Regions from separate parts of the Pan troglodytes genome. Here region 1 is linked to region 2. The links are chromatin contacts, called in public HiChIP or PLAC-seq maps. All regions are on one chromosome and are shown on one strand. Each heading gives the region's core, a stretch centred on a gene start, on an enhancer-like site or on the middle of the called end of the contact. The rest is flanking DNA. Distances are from core to core; before and after follow the strand shown. Region 1 holds the start of EP300 (E1A binding protein p300). Region 2 holds the start of RBX1 (ring-box 1).

What was found. HiChIP or PLAC-seq counts read pairs in DNA pulled down with a chosen protein or histone mark.
Region 1: an H3K4me3 HiChIP or PLAC-seq map of stem cell-derived excitatory neurons shows a contact between it and region 2, with 9 times the contacts expected there. The contact joins the promoter of EP300 here to the promoter of RBX1 in region 2. A contact is called at or near these places in 2 of 7 Hi-C or Micro-C datasets (induced pluripotent stem cells and stem cell-derived neural progenitor cells), 1 of 1 datasets of contacts at active chromatin or transcription factors (stem cell-derived excitatory neurons) and 1 of 1 other capture datasets (stem cell-derived neural stem cells).

What each region holds. Positions count from the first base shown.
Region 1 is chr23:43,083,668-43,087,871 of NHGRI_mPanTro3-v2.0_pri, forward strand. It overlaps EP300 (E1A binding protein p300), which reads left to right and starts at 2,950. Exons shown (of 31, transcript NM_001244670.3): 1 at 2,950-3,712. The coding sequence starts at 3,619. MIR1281 (microRNA mir-1281) reads left to right here and starts at 3,128; the gene lies at 3,128-3,180.
Region 2 is chr23:42,940,365-42,945,155 of NHGRI_mPanTro3-v2.0_pri, forward strand. RBX1 (ring-box 1) reads left to right here and starts at 2,338. Exons shown (of 5, transcript XM_515153.7): 1 at 2,338-2,524; 2 at 4,599-4,677. The coding sequence starts at 2,447.

The sequences.
Region 1 (4,204 bases), core at 1,700-4,199, 140 kb after region 2:
TTTTTTTTTTTTTTTTTTTTTTTTTTTGAGACGGAGTCTCGCTCTTTCGCCCAGGCCAGAGTGCAGTGCCGCGATCTCGGCTCACTGCAAGCTCCACCTCCCGGGTTCACGCCATTCTCCTGCCTCAGCCTCCCGAGTAGCTGGGACTACAGGTGCCCGCCACCGTGCCCGGCTAATTTTTTGTATTTTTAGTAGAGACGGGGTTTCACCGTGTTAACCAGGATGGTCTCGATCTCCTGACCTCGTGATCCGCCCGCCTTGGCCTCCCAAAGTGCTGGGATTACAGGCGTGAGCCACCGCACCCGGCCTTTTTTTTTTTTTTTTTTTTTTTTGAGACAGAGTCTCGCTCTGTCGCACAGGCTGGAGTGCAGTGGGTGATCTCTGCTCACTGCAGGCTCTGCCTCCCGGGTTCACGCCATTCTCCTGCCTCAGCCTCCCGAGTAGCTAGGACTACAGGTGCCCGCCACCACGCCCAGCTAATTTTTTTGTGTGTGTTTTTAGTAGAGATGGAGTTTCACCGTGTTGGCCAGGATGGTCTCAATCTCCTGACCTCCTGATCCGCCCTCCTCGGCCTCCCAAAGTGCTGGGATTACAAGCGTGAGCCACGGCGCCCGGTTCAATTTGCCTGCTTTTCTACTGCAGTTTGGGTGATCTAGGCCTGATCATTAGAGGACAGATTCCATCCCTGTCAGCAACTTCAATTGCTCCATTAGGATCTTCACTCTTATGTTCTTATTTATTCATCCCAACATTAATTTAAAAAACAAACAGAAACAATATAAAAAAAAAACAAAGAAAATCCAACAATTTGCAAATACCAGCTACGGAGCATGAGATATGAAATAAAAGAAAAAAAAAATTTTTTTCTTTGGGACAGAGTTTTGCTCTTGTCGCCCAGGCTGGAGTGCAATGGCACAATCTCAGCTCACTGCAACCTCCGCTTCCCGGGTTTAAGAGATTCTCCTACCTCAGCCTCCCAAGTAGCTAGGATTACAGGCGTGCACCACCACACCCGGACAAGTTTTGTATTTTTAGTAGAAACGGGGTTTCACCATGTTGGCCAGGCTCGTCTCGAACTCCTGACCTCAGGTGATCCACTGGCCTCGGCCTCACAAAGTGCTGGGATTACAGGCGTGAGCCACCGTGCCTGGCCGAGAAAAAGCTTTTAACCGTATCAGTAGATACTGGTTTCGGGGTTTCTTTCGGGGTCACTTACACCCCTGCCACCTCCTCCAGTACCAATTTACCCATGGCCAAACACAGGGTGATGTGTAGGAACCTGAAAGCACGTCTCCGACCTCAGCTGCAAAACTGTGGAGTCCCACACACCAGACTTTATATTCCAGCATTTCCTCTCACCATTACATTTTTGCTTTTTTCCATCCTTACATTACCTTTACCACATTTTTGTTTTTCCAATAATTACATTAGATAAGGCAATGGCTAGACGTGGTCTTTTACTAACTTGTTCTATTGGGAGCGGACGAGAAAAAAAAAAAGACAAACCCTAGAAATGTCTTCAGGTCCCAGCCATGTTTAGGAAAATACTTGAAGGCTTCTGCGGTGAGAGTGCTACCTGGTAAGGGCGTATGGACACACGTGGAGGGCAAGAAATGAATTTGGGTCTGGTGCCGAAACATCTTTCCACTGCTGTGATTTTGTTTTCTGGTCAGAGTAATAATGCTCGTTGTAAAATAAATAAATAAATAATACATAAAAAGGAAAAGGAAAATTCAGAGAAAATGAAAACAACTCGTAATCAACGTGCTTTTTGGATGTGAACTGCTCCCTTTGGGAGGGCAATGGAGAAGTGAGGACGCACTGGGTATCTGGCCCGGAACAGCCGGCAGTGGGTACACCCTGCCTGGTGGATTCGACCGGGGTTTTGGGGTACCCGCCACCCAAGGGCCGAAGAGCAGGGCCGCCCTACGGGCGCTCCCATTTGGCCACCTGAGTGGCGACTTGGCGCCTTCCTCGGAGCAGCTCCGGGGTTCCGTCGTCCCGGTTCCCACCGGTCCCTTACGCAGAGACCAAAGGCAGGAACCTTCCCTCGTAACTATCCACCGACTGAAAATAGATTCTGAGTCCGTCCCCGCCCCTCCCCCCTTAAAATCCTCCCCACTCTTAAAATCCTCCCCTTTAAAGGGAGCCACAGGGTGACGCCGGGGGAGTTTGCGGAAGCGCTAACCGCGTTGGGGCCTAGGGCGGATCCCGTGATTGGGACAGGCCCCGCCCCCGGCTCCACTTCCCCCATTGTGTGAGCGGCTCGGGCCTAGGCCCCGCCCCCCTCCGGAGGCCCGGCCCCTCCCCTTTTTCACCCCCCCTTGGCTCATTTCCGGCCGCCGCCGCTACCGCTAGCCTGTAAGGAGGATTCGGCAGAGGGAAGAAACAACAGCCGCCATCTTGTTTGTGTGCTAGGCTGGGGGGGAGAGAGGGCGAGAGAGAGCGGGCGAGAGTGGGCAAGCGGGACGCCGGGCTGAGTGCTAACTGCGGGAGCCAGAGAGTGCGGAGGGGAGTCGGGTCGGAGAGAGGCGGCAGGGGCTGAGACAGTGGCAGGGGGCCCGGGGCGCACGGGCTGAGGCGACCCCCAGCCCCCTCCCGTCCGCACACACCCCCACCGCGGTCCAGGAGCCGGGCCGGCGTCGACGCCTAGGGGGGACCATTACATAACCCCGCGCCCCGCGGCGCCTTCGCCCGCCGCCGCGGGCGGCCCCGAACGGAGCCCCGGGGGGCGGGCGCTCCCAGCACCTGGCCGCCGGCGGTGGGGGCCGTAGCAGCGGCCGTATTTATTTATTTTCCGCGGGAAAGGAAGGCGAAGGAGGGGAGCGCGGCGCGAGGAGGGGCCGCCTGCGCCGCCGCCGGAGCGGGGCCTCCTCGGTGGGCTCCGCGTCGGCGCGGGCGTGCGGGCGGCGCTGCTCGGCCCGGCCCCCTCGGCCCTCTGGTCCGGCCAGCTCCGCTCCCGGCGTCCTTGCCGCGCCTCCGCCGGCCGCCGCGCGATGTGAGGCGGCGGCGCCAGCCTGGCTCTCGGCTCGGGCGAGCTCTCTGCGGCCATTAGGGGCCGGTGCGGCGGCGGCGCGGAGCGCGGCGGCAGGAGGAGGGTTCGGAGGGTGGGGGCGCAGGCCCGGGAGGGGGCACCGGGAGGAGGTGAGTGTCTCTTGTCGCCTCCTCCTCTCCCCCCTTTTCGCCCCCGCCTCCTTGTGGCGATGAGAAGGAGGAGGACAGCGCCGAGGAGGAAGAGGCTGATGGCGGCGGCGGAGCTCCGAGAGACCTCGGCTGGGCAGGGGCCGGCCGTGGCGGGCCGGGGACTGCGCCTCTAGAGCCGCGAGTTCTCGGGAATTCGCCACAGCGGACGCGCTCGGCGAATTTGTGCTCTTGTGCCCTCCTCCGGGCTTGGGCCCAGGCCCGGCCCCTCGCACTTGCCCTTACCTTTTCTATCGAGTACGCATCCCTCTCCAGCCACTGCGACCCGGCGAAGAGAAAAAGGAACTTCCCCCACCCCCTCGGGTGCCGTCGGAGCCCCCCAGCCCACCCCTGGGTGCGGCGCGGGGACCCCGGGCCGAAGAAGAGATTTCCTGAGGATTCTGGTTTTCCTCGCTTGTATCTCCGAAAGAATTAAAAATGGCCGAGAATGTGGTGGAACCGGGGCCGCCTTCAGCCAAGCGGCCTAAACTCTCATCTCCGGCCCTCTCGGCGTCCGCCAGCGATGGCACAGGTTAGTTTCGGCAGCCCCGGCCTTCCACGTTCCCTTTAATCTTTTCTACTCGGTGCGCCTTTATTCTTCCATTTTTTTTTTCTTCCTCTCTCTCTAGTTCCCTGCCCCTTAATTAATTTTAAAGGTATTTGAATGAGCTGGTCGAAGACGTCCAGTAGCCCAACCATTTTCTTTGCCTCCTAATACATTGATTGCAACACTATGTCATATCGGTGTGTGTTCTGGAATTAGAGCTCGTAAGTGGGTGCTATATAGAAATGGCCTGTATTGTTGCTCTCATGCAATTTAATTTGGGAAATGCCAATGCATTTGTGTGTAAGAGCTCCTATGCAATTTAAGTTTCATTTTTTTTGTTCTTGGCAAATGAATTTCGAATCCTTTCTCCTTACTGTACTTACTGTGTTTCCTCTACTTTCCACTCTTCGAAATTTTCTCTCTTTTGCAGAATATTTTCTGTTGAGGAATAGGGTGTAAAAAAATCTTGATTTTGTG
Region 2 (4,791 bases), core at 1,088-3,587:
CAGGCTGGAGGCACGATCTTGGCTCACTGCTACCTCCACCTCCCGGGTTCAATCCATTCTCCTGCCTCAGCCTCCTGAGTAGCTGGGACTACAGGTACCCGCCACCACGCCCGGCTAATTTTTTTGTATTTTTAGTAGAGACGGGGTTTCACCATGTTGGCCAGGCTGGTCTCTAACTCCTGACCTCAGGTGATTCTCCCACCTCGGCCTCCCAAAGTGCTGGGATTACAGGCTAGGCCACCTCTACTGGCCCTGAGACTTCTTGATGTATTTATTTGTTGACTTGCGTATTATTCCCTAACTAGGGGTTTATTTGACTCTGTTATTATGTCTCTTCTGTTTAAAACAGAACCTGGTAAATATCAATACTTTTATTGAATGATTGATAAATATGTCTTCAAGACCTTAATTTACAATGGGTTTCTAGTATTCCTGTCAGGGCCTGTAGGCACACAACAAATTAACAACAGAAATTTTAACAAAGTCATTAAAACTTGGGCTAAGAAAAACTTTGTAGGGTTCTTGTAGCCCTTTAAGGTCTCACACAATTTTTCTTTCCAAGTCTGGATAAAGCTGTGGTGGTCTTTTCCCGGATCTGTTGTTGCTGTTTATAACTAACAAACAAATCGCAATTCTTTCTCTTTTATTATTTTTTTGGGGGGGGGAACGGAGTCTCGCTCTGTCACCCAGGCGTGGAGTGCAGTGGCTCGATCTCGGCTCACTGCCACCTCCACCTCCCGGGTTCAAGAGATTCTCCTGCCTCAGCCTCCTGAGTAGCTGGGACTACAGGCGCGTGCCACCACACCCAGCTAATTTTTGTATTTTTAGTAGGGACGGGGTTTCGTCATGTTGGCCAGGCTGGTCTCAAACTCCTGACCTCAGGTAATCCACCTGCCTCGGCCTCCCAAAGTGGCTCCCAGGCGTGAGCCACCCCGCCCAGCCTATTCTTTCTCTTTAGCAATAGAGTAAGCACGCTCCATTACCCGCCAGTTATCTTTTAAGAGAAAATACAAGGCTTCAAATGCACCTGTACGAGATCTAAGAGTGCTCTGGCAGAGTCACACCTCTGCAAGGTTAGAGATGTCAAAGGGAGTCCTGGTCTAGCCAGAAATGGGAGAGTGACAAAGTACAGGTGCTTGGGTCGGGTGGGATGGCTCACTCCTGTGATCCCAGCACTTTGGGAGGCCGAAGTGGGAGGATCACTTGGGCCCAGGAGTTCGAGACCAGCCTAGGCAACATAGCGAGACCTTGTCTCTATTTTTTTAAAAAATTAAAAAAGAAAAAAAAAAAATCGGCTCTAGCACTTTGGGAGGCCGAGGCAGGCGGATCACCTGAGGTCAGGAGTTCGGGACCAGCCTGGCTAACGTGGTGAAACCCCGTTTCTACTAAAAATACAAAAAATTAGCCGGGCGTGGTGGCGGGCGCCTGTAATCTCAGCTACTCGGGAGGCTGAGGTAGGAGAATCGCTTGAATCATGGAGGCGGAGGTTGCAGTGGGCCGAAATCGCGCCATTACACTCCAGCCTGGGCAACAAGAGTTAAAAAAGAATGCCTCACAAAAATTCAAGAAATACAGCGACTGCAGATGGGTCGGTTTCACTACAGCACAAGCAGCGGAAAAAGGACACAGATCGGGGAGAAATCACCCTACAAAGATGACAACTGAGGAATGCGGAGTGGGGACTGACACACGTTACGGTGAAACCGTGCACCACGACCAAAGGCGGTCCTAGGACTGCGACTATGTGGGCGCAGAGGCCACCCCCCAGGCTTGGCGGGCGAGTAAAGGCAGGGCTGGGGGCCTGCTCAGTGTGGCCTTAGGGAGGAACTTCGGGGGTCTCCTCTCTCCCCATCGAATCCCTGAGCAGTTCCCGAACAGAAATCGGAGACCAGACGGTGCCTGGGCCCCAGCCCTCCCACGGGGACTGCACCTTGGGCCTGGCTCGGAAGCGGGTCAGAGTCTGCGAAAGACCAGCGAGGACTCTTGGGTTTCGGGGCAGGCCGCGGGCGCCCACCCCCGCCAGCACCGGGAGCCGCGCGGCAACTCGGCGAGCCCGGCAGGCAGGACAGGACTGCGGCGCAGGTCTGGCTCAGGCGGAGGAAGCAGCCGCCGCCCCAGCTGACGGAGCGCGGCCGGGGGCTTCCCAGAGGAGGCAGCGACGTCGAGCCCTTTCGAACGTTTCCACCCGGCTAGCTCACGTAGCCTCGGCCCCGCCCGGCCCCGCCCCACCCACTCCGGCCACCGCCCCCTCCCCGGCCTACACTTCGCGGGTGGGGCGACCTGCGACAGCCCCTTTAAGAGGCGTGGTCACGTGCTCCGCCCCCACCTCCGCCTCGCGCGCCAGTAAGGGGTGGGGTGCGGGAGGAGGTGCCGGGGAAGTGGGGGGAGCGAAGTGTGCGCTGCTGCGCAGGCGCGGTGGTCGGACGACAGACCGTGTGTTTCCAAAATGGCGGCAGCGATGGATGTGGATACCCCGAGCGGCACCAACAGCGGCGCGGGCAAGAAGCGCTTTGAAGTGAAAAAGGTTGGGTCTCGCCAGCGCCTTCCTCAGGGAAGCTAGAGAGGCGCGGATCTGGCTGGCAGGCCCGAGGATGGTCGAGGCGCGGAGTAAAGGGTTTCATTTCAGGGCGTTCCTGGGACCGGGTACCACGAAAGGAAGCCGGGGGGCGGGTCTTAGAGTTGATCGGCGTGACGGCGGCCCACTGTTGGGGGAAGTGTTGGTTTCGCTGTGAGGCTAAGGGGCCAATCACAGAGCTGCTTATTGAGATACGCGGGGTTGCGACTTGGCGGCGGGAGCCAAGCGCTTGAGCTGTCACTGGAGTGGTTGAGAGGTGGGGGAAGGACAGGGTAGGGTGGGGTGGGGTGGGTGGAATGGGGAGTCGAAGCGAATGCGGCGGTGGAGGATGGGGCAGTGCGGCGAAAGCCTGGAACCTGAGGTCCTACCGCATTAGAGGCCTCTGAGGAGCCCCCTTGGTGATCTTGCTCCGCCCCTTTTTGAAGCTTGGGGTCCTCTCACTTGGAGGGGTCCTCTCACTTGGAGGGATCCTTGCTGAACCGAGGCCTCACACCGCCTGGTTAGAGTCTGGAGTGTAATGCTTGGCTCTTCTGAGACGTCTGTTGGCTTTTCACACAACCACCCCACTCTTGGGTTCTCTGTCACGTCCAGAATCTCCCCCTTCCAAAATAATAATAAAAAGCATGGTGGAACTTGTTAAGAAAATCCGAGCCCAAATCCTGTGGCAGTTAGGGAGGGTTGAGTACTAGTCGCGAACGACTTGGTAAGCGTGGGAAAGCAAAAATGGAACGTGTCTTTTTGCATGAAATGCCTTTTAGTGGTTTGCCACAGTTTGGGAGAACAGTATCGATTCCCACCTAACATGAAAGCTGTTCAAAATGGAGATTCTAAAATAGGGAAGATATTCCTAGAACATCTGGCTAAACACTGACAATATCCCCCGTCCTACTGCTTTTTGGTGTCTCGTTGTGGCCACTGCTGCTCAGTTACAGCCAGCAGCCATATTGAAAAATAATAGAAGTAGGGGCTTTTCCTCCACCTTGAAGCTGTGATGTGAAAAGTGGTAAAGAAGTTACTAGGCACTGAGAATGGGGTTTGAAAGCGATGAAGGTTTGGGAGTATTTGTAATTGAGGAAGCCAGAGTTGAATGAATGAAATTCTGTTAAACTCTTACTGGAATTATTATCTTAATAGAAGAGTCTAAACATATAAAAGTTGAGAACATCAGTTTATTTTATGGCAAGAAACAAAATTCTAGTGAATTGTAGAATTTGTTATGAAGTAATCTAAGATTTAAGTGATGACCTTGTTTTGTGTACTGACACGGGTATTTAATTATCCAGCTTATCCCATGATTACCCATTTTATGATCCAGTCATTATCTTAGTTCATTCTGTTCTCTAGCTTTCACTTCATTGCTCATGCTTCCAGAGCTGCGTAGAGCAGATACTTATTCAGATTTTGAGCTCTTCTGCAACTGCCACCAAAACCTGCACAGAAATTCAAGTTTGTGCCCCCTTTTTTTTTTTTTTTTTTTGAGATGGAGTCTCACTCTGTCGCCCAGGCTGGAGTGCAGTGGCACGATCTCGGCTCACTGCAACCTCCGTCCCCCAGATTCAGGCGATTCTCCTGTCTCAGCTTCCCAAATAGCTGGTATTATAGACACCCGCCACCAGGCCTGGCTAATTTTTGTATTTTTAGTAAAGATAGGGTTTTGCCATGTTGGCCAGGCTGGTCTTGAACTCCTGACCTCAGTGATCCGCCCGCCTCGGCCTCCCAAAATGCTAGGACTATAGGCGTGAGCCACTGCACCCGGCCAGACTAAATTATTTTAAACTATAGGAAACAAATTAAAAGATGACATTAATTTCTGTGTTCATATACTCAGCCTTTTGGAGAATAGAACATACGTGTAGTCTACTGTTGTCTTTGGTATAATAAGATTAACGTAATATCCAAAAACTTTTGTTTGGTGGTTCCCTGTGGCCAAAGAGATGATAACTGCAGCTGCAGCCTGAGGTCCTAAAGAGTGTGTGTGTGTGTTACAAGCAGAATGCACTGTTCCCTCTTTTTGTCTTTGCAGTGGAATGCAGTAGCCCTCTGGGCCTGGGATATTGTGGTTGATAACTGTGCCATCTGCAGGAACCACATTATGGATCTTTGTAAGTAATTGGAGGAGGATGGGAGGAAGTTGAGAAGGTTGCAGAGATTGTGGCTATCTTGATGTGACTGATTTTCTTCTTCACACAAGGAGATAACAAGCCTACTCTGAGCAC